5 separate regions of the Mus musculus genome follow, and all the other regions are linked to region 1. Evidence: chromatin contacts called from public Hi-C and promoter capture Hi-C data. All regions are on one chromosome and are shown on one strand. The core of a region is the stretch at or near the end of the contact, and the rest is flanking DNA. Distances in the headings are between cores, read along the strand shown.

Region 1 (2,629 bases), core at 41-2,540:
CCACAAAGATAGCTTCTTGGTACACAGGACCTTTGCCAAAGCAGAGCAGACGAGTTTGTAAAACTCTCTCTCTCTCTCTTTTTTTTTTTTTTTTTTTTTTGGTTTTTCAAGACAGGGTTTCTCTGTATAGCCCTGGCTGTCCCGGAACTCACTTATTAGACCAGGCTGGCCTCCAACTCCCGAGTGCTAGGCGTGCACCACCACTCCCCGCTGAGTTTGTAAAACTCTTAAGTATTTGCCATAGCAGAACAGAAGTAAAATGCCATTACACACATTCCTCCAAGAGGCTTTCTGTCCGTTGTCACTATATGAGTTCTCTGTTCTTCTGAGGCACACATCTGGTTACAGAGCACTCTTCATTATGCCAAATCTCTTGTTATTAAGGATAGAGGAATGCTGTGAAAGGAAAAGAGGCAAAAAAAAAGGGGGGGGGGGCTAAGATTGGGTTAGAGGTCAGCGTGACGTTGAGGTTTGTTCCACAGACAACAGTTTAAAAGGCAGTTCTTTACTTGTACTCCCTGCTAATTTCGCTTTCTGCTTTCCTGAGAGAATTAGAACACTCAACCTCACCAGAAGGGGGCTAAAAAAACCCTGAGCTCGGGGAAGCCGGGACTTCCCAGCCCACTCCGCAGGAGGGCGGGGCAAACACCCGGCGGCCAATCCCCGCATCCGCAGGTCGCGGTGTCCCCGCCCACTCTGCCCAGGCCCCGCCCTTCCCCGGGGCTGCTGCTGCTGCTGCAGCTGCTGCAGCCGGGACGTCAGCATCTCCGAGACCCCTGGGTGGCGGCTGCGCAGTAGGCGGGCCGTGGTCCAGGCCGCGCGGTCGGGAGGGGCGGAGCGAGCGGCGGGAGCGAGCGGCAGGAGCGCGCGCCGGGCCCGCCTCGGCCGCCGCCGCCGCCGCCGCCGCCGGGAGATGATCTGGGCGGCCGCGGGCGGCCCAGGCTAGCGGCCCCTGCCCGTGCTGCGGCGGGCCAGGGCAGCGAAGGTCGCGGGTGGGGGGTCGTCCTCCTCCCCGCCTCCGGGAGGGGCGAGAGGGAGCCGGGGCTGATGTCAGGGACGGCGGGCGGAGGCGCCCGAGGGCTGCGGGTCCAGGGGCTCGGCTGCCGGCGGCAGGGCGACTGAGGGTTCGGGAACGCCGCCCGGGTCCGCGTCCCCGTCCGCGCCGGCGCGGCCAAACAGGTGTCTCGGGCGGCGGGCGAGCGGCCACCCTCGCGCTCTCCGCGGCCCGGCGTGTCCGGCCCGAGGCGCCCGGGGCGGGCCAGCGCCGAGCGGTCCTGCCCGCCGCCCCGCCCCGGGCCTCCGCGCGCCCGGCGCCCGCCAGCTGTGTGCACTCAGGTGCGGGCACCTTCCGGCCGCAACAGTCCCGAGTGCCCGCCGCCGTTGGACCGTCAGCTTTGTCTGGAGCTGGTCGGTTATGGTTGGAACTTTCCCTGCCCTTCGTTGACTGAGTGAACCAGCCAGGTGTGTTGGGGGCTTGCTACGCGCAGGATTTAAAAAAAAAATGTTTTTTGTTTTTTCTTTTTCCTTTGGTAACAAAGTGTGATGGCTTTCCTAGATGTTGGCTAGTTAAACAAAGTGCTTTGACTTTAGATAGATACTCTTCTAAATTAACTAATTTAAGAGTGAGGATCGGGGATTAATGCTTTTGAGCTCTGTCCACACTTCTTACTAGTGGCGTGGGACTTAGAATATTCTAAGATCCCTTACTTCCTGGAAAAAAAATTTTTTTTTTCCAATCTAGATCTTTGTATTCACGGTATTTCCTTTTAGTACATACTGTCAAAAGATGTATTCTGAGTTAAAAAGTTACAAAGTTAGAACTTCAGTGCTTCAGACTGAGTAGGCAACGCGGAAGGGACAGAAGTTTGGTAATTTGCAGGAAGTTGAGGATAGACCACAGATAGCTCAGCCTGGTGCCAAGAAAAAAATGCTGTGCACACTACAAGTTGTTTGATTCTGGTGGAAGTTTGGATTTGGAAGTGGAAACTTGAGTTTTTAGAAGGTATTTATAAACGGTACAATTTTCCAGTTCCTTATCAGATAAATGTCAGACGAGCCTTGTGCACACGATATTGTGTGCTCTAAGCATTGTATAGCATTTCTGCCAGCTGTAGTATATATTTTTGTCCAGTTTAAATGAATATAAGGTTTGAAGTTACCAAACAGTTAACTCTTTTCACCATATGTTCAGTAAAACTGACTTAGGAAGGCAAGTATGACTCACTGAAAAGTCAGCATTAGTGGACAACTAACTTTAGTGTTTCAGATTTTCTTGAAATTTATGTTTTCCTCTATCTTTTTACTCAGGACTCAGCAGTTTACAAATGCTTTGTGGTCATTTCCCACTTAAACTCCCTCTCCCTACATTGTGCTCTTAAAAAAAAAATCAGCCTACAGTTGTGGATAACTTTAATATCAAGCAGTTTAAAAGTACATATAATGAGTTAATGTTTGGCTAATTGTATTCAAAAGTATGTGCTGTATATTGCTTGTGTGTTGATTTTGCTGAAATGAAAATTGTGTTATTCAGCTTAACTATAAACTCATGATAATATAAAGTCAAATCTTTGGTGAAAGTAGTGGTTGGAATTTTGTTGCAATTTATTTATGAATCAAATGTGAATTGAAA
Region 2 (2,629 bases), core at 55-2,554, 9.8 Mb after region 1:
GGACACTTTCAGTTCCCGCACATGTCAGCTTCCTCTTCCTGCTCTCTGCAAACGAACACTTTAGTAAGTCACTTAATGATAGTGTTCTTGGACCCAGATAGCTATTTGAGCTCTTTAGGGTCCTCTTACCTGTCATTTACACACAGCTGTCAGATTGACACCGCTGAGCATGTTCGGTTCATGTCGTGACACTGTCCAAATGCCCTCAAGAGCTTCTCACTTTCTAATTATTGAAGTCTTAACTACTAACTAAACTCTTAGTCCTTGGTAAAAACAAAGTGTGGTTTTCAGACGAGTAGCACTCCTCCTTCCTGGGAGCTTGTAAGAAATATAGATTCTCTGGTTTGCTCAGGCCTGCTGAACTAGCAACTCAATTTTATCAACATTTCCAGCTGCTTCCTGTGTCAGCTTTGACTTCAACCTTCCACCCCCCCCCCTTTTCTTTAACTTGAAGCTTCAGTAGTAGAGTTGCCAGATTTAGCAAATAAAAGTAGGAGACATCCAGTAAAATTTGAAAATAATAAATAATGGTTTTAGAATGCTTTAAATCCTTCATGGGACATTTACCTTAAAAATTGGTTGTATGAAATTGAAATTTCTACTGGATGACCTGTAAGTAGTTTGGACAGCCAGTTCATGAGGGTACAGATCCAAGGCTAACTTAACTTTTTTTTCTTTTTTTTTTACTTTCCAGGAGTACAATGCCTTCCCTAACTCAATGTCTAATTAATAGAGGTGAGCTTAAGAGCATTTTCTTTGGGATTTTTGTTTGTTTGGGTTTTTAAATCTACATTTCTTATTCCTAAGAACTAGCAAAATAGTCTTCCTATCATAAAAGACCAATAAATGTTTTTCGGATGAATAAATGAATATATCAAAAGTAATCTTTCAATTATGGACTGGATTGTGTGTGCCTATTTCAATTAAAACAGTATTTTTCCTAATACTTAAAAATGTTTTAAATTGGTACAGCTTTTCACATTTTAGCTGGCAGCGTTCAGGACTTGGTGGGAACAAAGTCATGGGCTCAGAATGTACTCATCGCCAACCGGGTCCATATGGTCATCGTTGACTAGAGAAGGCACCAGACAGAGCAGGATGACAGAAGATAACCATAGCAATCCCACTTTGGAGGCGCTGCGCACGCGCACAGCGGCGCTCAGGCCGGCGCTCAGGGGGAGGGAGGCGGAGCTCCGGGGGCGCGTGCGCGGCGGCCTAGGCTGAGGAGGCGGAGCTCCCAGGCGTGTGCGCAGTGGCTCGGCTCCCGGGAGGCGGAGCTCCGGGGCGCGTGCGCGGCGGCCTGGGCGGCGGGGCCCCTCCCTTGGCGGGGGCGCGCGGCGCGGAAGACCGCTCGGAAAGGGGGAAGTCAGGTGGCCGCTGCTGCCACCAGCGCCACGGTCTGTCGCCAGAAGGAAGATGGCGGATCTGGAGGAGCAGTTGTCCGATGAGGAGAAGGTAGGTGCCGCGGCGGTGAGGAGCCGGGCGGGCGGGAGGGCGGGAGAGGTGAGTGCCGAGGCGCGAGGGCCGGAGTCTGACCCCGGGCGGGCTCCGGTGGTGGGCCGCACGCCTGCGCTTCCCGAGCGGGGTGCTGCCCGGGCTCCCCGAGGCCGGGCCCCTCCGCTCCTTGTAGGGTGTGTGCTCCGAAAATAGGAAGCGGAGCCCGGCGGCCGCGGGCGGGAGCGGGGGCGGCGGGACCCGGCCCTGGGGGTCCGGGCTCGGGAGCGGCCGACGGCGGAGCGGCGCCGCCTGGCCTGGGGCTTTCGCCGTGAGGCGGGCGGGCGGGGAAGACGGCATAGCCGACCCTCACTTTTTCCTGCAGTTTCTCCTCCCCAACGCGAAGTGCTTCCTGGTTCCCCAGGGTGTTTCCTTCCCTCCGGAGGTCGCCGTCTCCACATCCCGCCCCTTCCCCCCCACCCCCCGCCATCTATTTCTTTTATTAATATTGTCATTACCTTTTTTTTTTTTTTAATTGCTGCTCCCATGTTCCCCGGAAGGCAGTATTGTTCACAAAGACACCCCTCCCTCCCATAGTTATTTTCTGCCCAACTTGGCTGCTTCCCCCTCTTGGGGCAGATTTGGTGACATCCCATCTTCCTGATAGGACCAACTCTGAAGAGGGCGAGCGGGTGCAACTCCTTTTACTGTGTGTTAAATGCTGTGACAGCATTAGGACCAAATGCACGACTCAAGTTCTCACATTTGTGATACGAAATCTGATCATTGAACTAAGGCTCTTGCCCATTTTCTTTGGCGACTGAGGAGACCGCGTACCAAGGGGCAAGTAGTGTGAGGGGGAACGCCATACGTTTTGAGTATTTTCTGGAAAAGACCGGGACGTTTTTTTCAAACTTAGACTTAACTGACATATGAGTGTGCTGCCCTTTGGAAATGTCTGATCTTAGCTTGTTTTTAAGTTCCAAATGAAGTACACCCATGTGGGAAACAGAACTCAGTTCTAGTAGGGTGTTAGAGAAACACTAAGGATATTTTCAGTTGGGACCCTCTCCTTTTATACTGCACCAGAATTAGTGTTCTCTTTCTCTTTGGTTGTTCAGAACTCAGCCTCTTTTATGGTTTTGGAAGTGTTCTGGCTTTCTCGTTTGTGCCCTTGGATGAAATGGTGATAACT
Region 3 (2,629 bases), core at 87-2,586, 9.2 Mb after region 1:
ACAAGTTATCAAGTACAACAGTATATAAAGTGTTGGCTAAAGTGTATTTTGAAGTGCTTTAGTTACCAAATGTCCAGACGTAAAATGAAACATCTCGACCCAAGTATCTGCATTATATGGAGATTTTATTTTTAATATCACGTGCATATAGAGGAAAACATATATACATATGCATATGTAGACGCTGGACTAGGAGATCACCAGATACCTAGCCATCAACAATTTCTATGTAGTAGGAACTGAATAAAATTACTTCGGGCTAGAGAGATGGTTCTGTTGTTAAAAGCTCCTGCTGCTCTTGCAGAGGACTTGATTTCAGTTCCCATCCCCCAAGGCAGGGGCCTCACGGCGGCCTGGAACTCCAACCTCAGAAGATTCTACTTATTCTGGGCTCTAAGTGAACCTGCTCTCAAAAGTAGGCATGCTCACACATAGATGCATAATTAACTCACACCCCCTGTCCCCCCAATTTACTGGGACTCAAGCTCTGTTCCCAATATGTTGTATCTGAGAGGTGCCTGTACTTCGGGGCCTACAGATCCTTGCAAGATGTATGAAGTAAATTAATCCCTAGGGTCCTCCACGCCCCAACAATCCAAGATGAGGTTCTTTCCGCAATAGCTATTGAAAGAAAAGATAGAATGGGTTCTTGGTGGCCCAGGCTTCTGTGAGACCGCAGTTTGAAACTAGACTTCACGAGAAGCAAGAGCAGCTCGCCTTTTTCCCACTTAGTAGGTCCAAAAAGGGAACCCTGTTTCCCAAACAAGGACACCACTTACTTCTGCAGTAGTTGCTGTGAGCCTCCCGTTGCTTTTTAGTGTTGAGTGCTCACAAAACAATATAGTGGTAGTCTTGATGGGCATCAACGATGTGAGAGAAGCTTCCTTGGAAGTGCACAGGACTCTAGAGAAAGCATTGGAGAAATGGACATCTCCACCATTCAATAGTGAAACCAGGGCCCGTGCTCATCTCTGGGATGCCCAAGGAGCTCCATGACTTCTTTTTGTCTCTGAAATCAGCCAAGAAGTTGGTACTGGGAGGGTCACTCACTCCTCTTGGCCTGCTTGAAAAGTCCTCGGACACACAAGTACAACTACCGAAATGTAAAGGTATGGGTCTGCTCTTCAGCTGGAGGAAAGGATGGCCCCACAGAAGTCCAGTGGGTGCAAGGCTTTGAAGAAACTAAGTCGGTGCGCCCAGGGAACTCCGCAGGGCCCCGCCCCTCGCGGCCCCGCCCCTCACCTTGCTAGCGGCACGCTCTGGCTGCGAAGGTGCGTGCGGCGCGCGCTGATTGGCCGCTACCCGGCACTGCCCCGCTGCCATTGGCTGCCAGGGCCTCTTTGTTCCAGGTCCCAGCCGCTGCCGAACCGGGCTGCGGAAGTTCGAGTGCCCATGCTGAGTAGCAGCGGCAGCGGCGCCGGAGTTCCCGCAGCGGAGATCGCGGACGCGGGACTGAGCCCCTCCGACGCCCAGTATGGACCTGGAAACCAAAATGAAGAAGGTGAGTGGGGCGGGCGACGGGCGTGGTCGCCTCACCTGAGCGCGGGAGCTGGTCCGGGTTCCGGGACCAGACCCGGTGGGTGCGGCTGGAGGATGACTCCCCGGACCCCGATCCCTTGGGTGACTGTCGCTGCGGAGCGGGACCCTGCAACTCGCTGTCTCTGCGCCTGAAACTTTTCGGAAAACCTTTCGGCCACGCCTTCCCCCAAGCCCTGGGCGAAGTCTTAGGCGAGGTGGTGGCTGACACCGCTTCCTGCCTGGGGAAGCAGCGCTCTGGGGAGCCTGTGTGATTCAGTGATGTGGCTTTGACATCCTCCTCCCCTGCAGTCTGGCTGCCCCAGGCGCTCTAAAGTGGCTGCTGACTGGTGACACTTCCTTCACACCCGCGCCTGCTGATAACTTCTGAAGTGATGACTTTTGGGGGATGTGTATGTGTTTCACTTATGGCTTGAGTGCCAAAACACTGTCTCCTTCTTGCGGAGTTAATTCTCAAAAGAAAATGCCGTTTGGCAGCCAGGCACAAACAGCGGTCATTGCAGGTGCTCAGCGGCCCCGCCTGCGGAGCACCCTCCTGGCTGCTCCTGGTGTCCAGGCTATAAAGGCCCTACCTGAGGAGCTCCGAGATTAGGTCTCTCAGGTCGCCTGGGAGAAAGAGGTGGGGACCAGACTATGACTCAAAAGAATGCTGACGTCACATTCTATTGTAACTTTCGACCTTAAAGGTCTTGTTCTCGGGAATTGCGCCTGTTTTCTTTCAAGTGAATTTAAGTTAGTTGGTCATTTTTCAAATAAGGAAGGAAGTTGTGCACAGTAAGAAAGCCAAGTTGAGGAAACTTTCTTCTGCGGCTTTGCAGTTGCAGGTTCATCTTCTAAAAGGGAATTTCTATTTTGTGCCAGAATTGAAGGTTTCAAATCGTATGCAAATATATGGTATGAGGTTTAGGAAGCTGTTGATAAATAAAAATTTGAACCTAGGAAACAGTTCCTTGGTCTCTTCTGATTAAAATCAACACTCAGAAGGGAAGGGAAGAACAGGAAATAGAAGATTCTTTCTAGTCTCTTCCTGTTTGATATTTATTCTTTTAACGTGTGTTTTGGTTACCTGTGCTTGCCACTTAGAAAGCAGCGG
Region 4 (2,629 bases), core at 89-2,588, 5.8 Mb after region 1:
AATAACTGCCCCATCTGTTACTGCTCTTCCTCTCACTTTTATTCCAACTACACTTCAATTATGAACTACAGAAATGGCGTGCCCTCTCTGGACATATTCCTTTTCCTCCTCCTAGCCCTATCTGCCCTTTATCTGTCAAACCCTTCATTCAGGTGTGGGCTTACAATTCTTTTCGTAGGAGAATCGCCTCTCGGATCACTCTCTCTGAAATGGAAAAGTAAAACTACTCTTTTCTTCACCATTTGTTTAATGTCTGCATTCTTCACAGGTCACAAAGTCTCTGGGGAGATCTGTCTTCCACAATGCACGCTCAGTATCCAGCAGTCTGTAATCAAGTTAACATTCAATTCCGAAGGGGGGGGGGCGGGGAGAGGAGACTGACTAATAATAGAAAAAACTACTTAAGAAATGCAGATAAAATAAACCACTTTCTAATAAGCCACAGCTAGCACTAGTACTTAAGTGAGAGTCCAGGAATCATTGGCTTGTCTGCTCTTGGCTTTACTCCAACCTTCACTTAATTCACCAAATTTCTTCCAAAACAGAAAAGTGCCCTCATGGTGTCCTAAGACAATGGACTTCAAGACACAATGTATCGCTTTCATAATCCTTCAGTGGAAATCTATGTCTGTTCCTCGTAGGGGAAATGTCCAAACCTGAAAGAACAACACTGAGCCGTCAGGAGTTGGAGACCTGCAGCCTAGTTTCTCTGAGTTCCTGCTAATAACTCTTTCGGCCCACCTCTTAACTAGAAGAATGGCAACTCGGACTCTCCTTTTTGAGCAGCTATGGTAACTTCTCTCCCGTTAGGGCTCGATCTAGCGAGAGATGGAGAAGTGGGCTCGGGACCCTGGCTGTTCCGCTACCCCTTAGCTCTGGGACGAGGCGACACCACGCGACTCCCGGGTCAGGGTGAGGCGGGACACCGAGGCACGCCCTCCCTTGGCGGTCGCCAGCCCCCGAGCATCGATCCCACCAGGAGGCCGACGGGGCGGGGCCTGGCCGGCTCAGCCGGACCCTGGGCGGCGCCCCAGCCCTCCGCCGCCCCTCGGCTCCCGGATGCCCCTTACCCGAGTCAGCGGTCGCCAGCGAGCCTCGCTCTTTCCGCTGCGAAGCTCGCAGAGCCAAAGGGCGCGGAGCCTCCGAGCCAGAACGCGGAGGTGATGTGGGGACGTGAGCCCGAGGCCTCCCGCACTAGCACCGCAAGGCCTCGGTAGAAACTTTCGCTAGGACCGACACGGCCGCCATGTTTCCGCCGCTGACTCCCAGCGCTACGGATCGCCGTCAGGGACAAGGCGCGCCGCGCGCTTCCTTCCCTGGCCCGGCCTCCTAGCCGCTCTCCACGCCCAGCGGCGAGCCTGGGGAGGCAGGTGCTCGCTGCGCTGCCCCACCCTGGGCCTGTTTAACTCCCACCCGGGATTAGCAGCAAAAGCAGGGAAGACCACGGATGATCAGGCCCCAAAGCAGCGAGGTCACCGCTTAGAGTTGGACCGAAACTGAGCCAGCTAGAGTGGGATAATTGCAAGTGGACTATAAATCTATGTAGAAGGCGTTGCTGCTCTTTCATATAGGTGGTATAATATATGGCTTTGCATATGCTGACCAAACCTTCAAAACCTGTCTCTCCTTGCCCCAGCCTGCTTTTCTAATTAAGTCCGCCATTAATCCCCAATCCTGAACATCTTTATTCTACAGCCCTAGCTAGCTTTCCTTGGCCCTAAGCGCACCTTCAAACACCACAGATGATTTTAATCTGCATTCTGATGGCACTTAAATTAACATAGTTGTACACACGTGAGCGCCGCATTTCACAGGTGCTGCGGAGCAGCAGTCTCAGGGGTTGAAATTGGTTTCTCCATCTGTGAAATGGTAACAAAACCTTTCTCACAGGACTGTGAATATACAGGGAAACAGTGTGTCCCTCCATGTACAAAATGAATTTAAAAGATATTCAATACCTGTAAGAACACGTTGTTAAGGAGGGCTTTAAGACAGTCTCGTTCGCGTACGGACCGCTATAAATCCATCTTGCAATGGAGAGGAGATAATGGTTCCAGTTCAATAGAGAGCTTGTAAAAGTGGGACTTTAACGATTAGGATGCGGTAGGGATGCTTGAGCAAATGGGGAATCACATTAGCTTTAAGGGGGACAATGACTTGGAAGCATAACAACATTGTTGCTAACACAACAAAGGTACTTGTTACCTTGAAAACAGGAAGATAAGAAAGATAGAAAGCTAAACTGACTTCATGGCGTTCTTAGTTAAAAACTAGATTTTACTAGGGAATGCACAGTTGGGCCTGAAAAACAAGTTCTGAACGAAGCCTGAATAGAATACGGCCAGGCAAAAAGCAAGAAAACCCCTTTCCTTTCCCAAAAAAAAACATTTCCACCAAAAAGTCCCTGCCTGCCTTCTGATTCCATTTCCTGCTGCTTGCAGCCCCTCATATAGGTCAAACCATTTCAAACCCCTAGCCCGCTCATGTGTAAACAAACACTGATAACATCTATCCGACAAAGTTTCTTCTGTGGATTGAGGGAGAATGTGTGTTTTAAAAATGCCTTACAACCTTTAAATGGCTTATCCTTTCAGATAAACCTCCAAATCCTTAAATAGGGCATGTGGGT
Region 5 (2,629 bases), core at 89-2,588, 5.2 Mb after region 1:
AAACTGTAAGCCAACCCCAAATAAATGTATTCTTTATAAGAGTTGCCATGGTCTACTTCGAAGCTATTGTTAACTCTATTGAAATCCTAAGAAACTGGTTACACACTGCACACAACTTTACTTTAGAATTCTCATTATAATTTAGGATGAATCTCACAGAGTGAAATTGCCGGACCTAAGGAGGTGAATGTTTTAAATAGTCTTAAAACATCCTGCTTATGTAGATGGAAAATACACAGCTCTCACCTCAAAAGGACAAAGAGTTTATTCTAAAGCCAATATGAGGAACCATGACCTGAAAACAAAGACTTGGGCTATTCCAAATACCAATGTCCCAATGTGATAACAATTTCATGAAACTTTTATATACATAGAAGATGGTCATAAATCAAAATACTTTCCAAATACATACAAGGCAGTTTAGAAGAGCGGGACAAAATTGGGAGCTCCTCGCCCAGTGCAGTTGCTTTTTTCCAGTAGAGAAGGAAAAAAAAAAAAAAAAAAAAGAAAAAGAAAAAAAAAAAAAAACACAATTAAGAGATGCTTACTTCCCAGTTATAACTCTGTTAATTTTCTAGGAATTTCACCAGAAACCCCATTTATAGGGAAGCTATTAAACTCCTTTAGCAACCGCATCTGTTCTTGCTTTCAATTTTATCTTATTATAATCCCATCCAGGAATCTTATGAGCCACTTAATACATCTTGATTATCAGGAAGACAGAAAAGAGGTCATAACAACCTTTGACTATAACACTGGCGAGCCACTAAAATGAGCCACTGTAGCCTCAACTCACTGTAAATTATGACTGGACAATGAGGTGCATGGATTGGGACACTCCTTTAACAACTCACTTGGTCATGAGCTTTGGGGTACAACTCTTATTGCATGCACTGAATAATGTGAATTTAAGTACAAAATCAAAACAAGATTAAACCAAGGCGGGGGCGGGGGTGCGTCTTCCCGGTGACATTAATTTCTAAATGAAAACTCAATAACAAAATTCTGGCCTGCAACTCTGCCAGAAATGTGCACCAACCGGCTCATTCTAACCCCAGGAAGGAAGTTTTGTGTCTGCAAATCTAGACTTGAGAACACGATCGCTCAAAATTGCGACGGTGCACATTCCTCCCCTTTACAAAAGGAATCAGCCTGGTGGAGGGGAAAAGGGAAAACCGATTATTCGTAAGCCAGGCGCAATTAGTACTATTTTGAAACTTTCCAGTCTAGAGAAGAGACAGGTGACAAAACCAGAAGCTTTCACCCTGGCAACTTCCCTTCAAACCGGTGACAGTGCGCATGCGTAGTGTCCATTCCAGGGCCTAGCCCCTCCTTCCTGGGGCGAACTGCGCAAGCGCACGCGCAGGCTCTCCCGGTACGGAGCTCAGCTGATGCAGTTGTTGTGCTACCCCTCCCCCGCAGCTCTCCCGGCTGCACTCTACCGGCGCTCGGCCCGGCCCCGGGACCGGGACGCTGTGACCCTGTCCTGCGGCCCGCACGCACCGGAGCATCCCGGGACCGCGCAGCACTCCGCGTGCGGGTGAGCGACCCGGGCCGTGGGGCCCACGTCCCCTGCCCGAGCGGTGAGGGAGGCCGCGGCGAGCCGGGTGCGGGGTTGTCACCGCGGGGGCCTTGGCTTCGCTCCCGGGGTGGCTCGGGCGGCGCCAGGGCCCTTGATCTGAGCGGCCGAGTAGCTCTGGGGCTTGACAGTTGTAGTTGCAAGGTGACTCGGATGTTGATTTCTTCCGGGGGTTTGTTTGCCTGTGATGCCCTTTGAAAAGCGCTCGTTTCCGTCTCCCTTGAGCCCCTCAGAACTAACCCCAGGTCTGCACACAAACAGGTGACACATCTCAGTTGCATGCGCTGCTGAATTTATCTTTTTCCCAGTTTCTAGAGCATCTGAGAACCGTGTTGAGTTCACAAGACCGCGGTATAAACATTGAGAGCCCGGGGAGGAGACGAAGGGGATCTACCACTCCCTTTAAAAACCTCAAGTAAGTTTCCAAAATGACAGGGGTTACACTTGTCAATAGCCTCAAGAAAAGCTAAGCAAGAAGGCTAGGATTCAAGTGACTGCTTAATCTGGTGTGTACCCAAACCCACCTTCAGCAGAATATGTCAAGGTTACTGTGGGTCTGAGTAAGGCAGCCAGCGGAGACCAGAACCACTTAGCTGTCCCTAGCCTTTTGCCATAAAGGCTCCCATTTGTGGGACACAGTTTTCACCCCTGTGATGACACCACGTGTTGTCTAGTGTCAGCTGATTCTAAACCACCCTGTGTACTCCAAAGCTTCCAAGGTCACAGTGTAAGGAGCCGGTACTGATTACAATTCACCCCTGTGCACCTGTGGCTGCCAAGTGTTGGCTTGGCTCTGACTCGCTGTCATTGAGCCACAGTAAGATACTGTGTGTGTGTAAGTCACAATCACTGATATTTCTGAGCTATGGTACACAGTGTGTACACAGAACTTCTGAAAGTATATTTATTCATTTTTTTTTACTCCTTTTCTATATGACTCAAGTTTTTAAATTTAATATTGCTGTCTACACAGTGAGTGAATTCAACAAGTAGCATTCAGATTTTGAAAAGCAGATATGAATTTCCTTCATCTGGGGTGACCTGAATCAC

The links. Promoter capture Hi-C pulls out the DNA fragments that hold promoters and counts their contacts. A called contact is a pair of places that touch in the nucleus more often than the background predicts.
Region 2: a contact with region 1 is called in a promoter capture Hi-C map of pre-B cells. The contact joins the promoter of Capza2 here to the promoter of C1galt1 in region 1. A contact is called at or near these places in 1 of 39 promoter capture datasets (pre-B cells) and 2 of 484 Hi-C or Micro-C datasets (CD4 T cells and CD8 T cells).
Region 3: a Hi-C map of CD8 T cells shows a contact between it and region 1, with 6 times the contacts expected there. The contact joins the promoter of Tes here to the promoter of C1galt1 in region 1. A contact is called at or near these places in 2 of 484 Hi-C or Micro-C datasets (CD4 T cells and CD8 T cells).
Region 4: a Hi-C map of B cells shows a contact between it and region 1, with 5 read pairs. The contact joins the promoter of Tmem168 here to the promoter of C1galt1 in region 1. A contact is called at or near these places in 1 of 39 promoter capture datasets (pre-B cells) and 1 of 484 Hi-C or Micro-C datasets (B cells).
Region 5: a contact with region 1 is called in a promoter capture Hi-C map of pre-B cells. The contact joins the promoter of Tmem106b here to the promoter of C1galt1 in region 1. A contact is called at or near these places in 1 of 39 promoter capture datasets (pre-B cells) and 2 of 484 Hi-C or Micro-C datasets (CD4 T cells and pre-B cells).

The regions. Positions count from the first base shown.
Region 1 is chr6:7,843,934-7,846,562 of GRCm38.p6, forward strand. It overlaps C1galt1 (core 1 synthase, glycoprotein-N-acetylgalactosamine 3-beta-galactosyltransferase, 1), which reads left to right and starts at 1,291. Exons shown (of 4, transcript NM_052993.3): 1 at 1,291-1,461.
Region 2 is chr6:17,635,706-17,638,334 of GRCm38.p6, forward strand. It overlaps Capza2 (capping protein (actin filament) muscle Z-line, alpha 2), which reads left to right and starts at 1,305. Exons shown (of 10, transcript NM_007604.3): 1 at 1,305-1,455. The coding sequence starts at 1,417.
Region 3 is chr6:17,063,813-17,066,441 of GRCm38.p6, forward strand. It overlaps Tes (testis derived transcript), which reads left to right and starts at 1,337. Exons shown (of 7, transcript NM_207176.3): 1 at 1,337-1,501. The coding sequence starts at 1,475. Gm15473 (predicted gene 15473) reads right to left here and starts at 1,775. Exons shown (of 2, transcript NR_167659.1): 1 at 780-1,775.
Region 4 is chr6:13,606,760-13,609,388 of GRCm38.p6, forward strand. It overlaps Tmem168 (transmembrane protein 168), which reads right to left and starts at 1,339. Exons shown (of 5, transcript NM_028990.5): 1 at 1,071-1,339.
Region 5 is chr6:13,068,421-13,071,049 of GRCm38.p6, forward strand. Tmem106b (transmembrane protein 106B) reads left to right here and starts at 1,339. Exons shown (of 9, transcript NM_027992.3): 1 at 1,339-1,540; 2 at 1,888-1,994.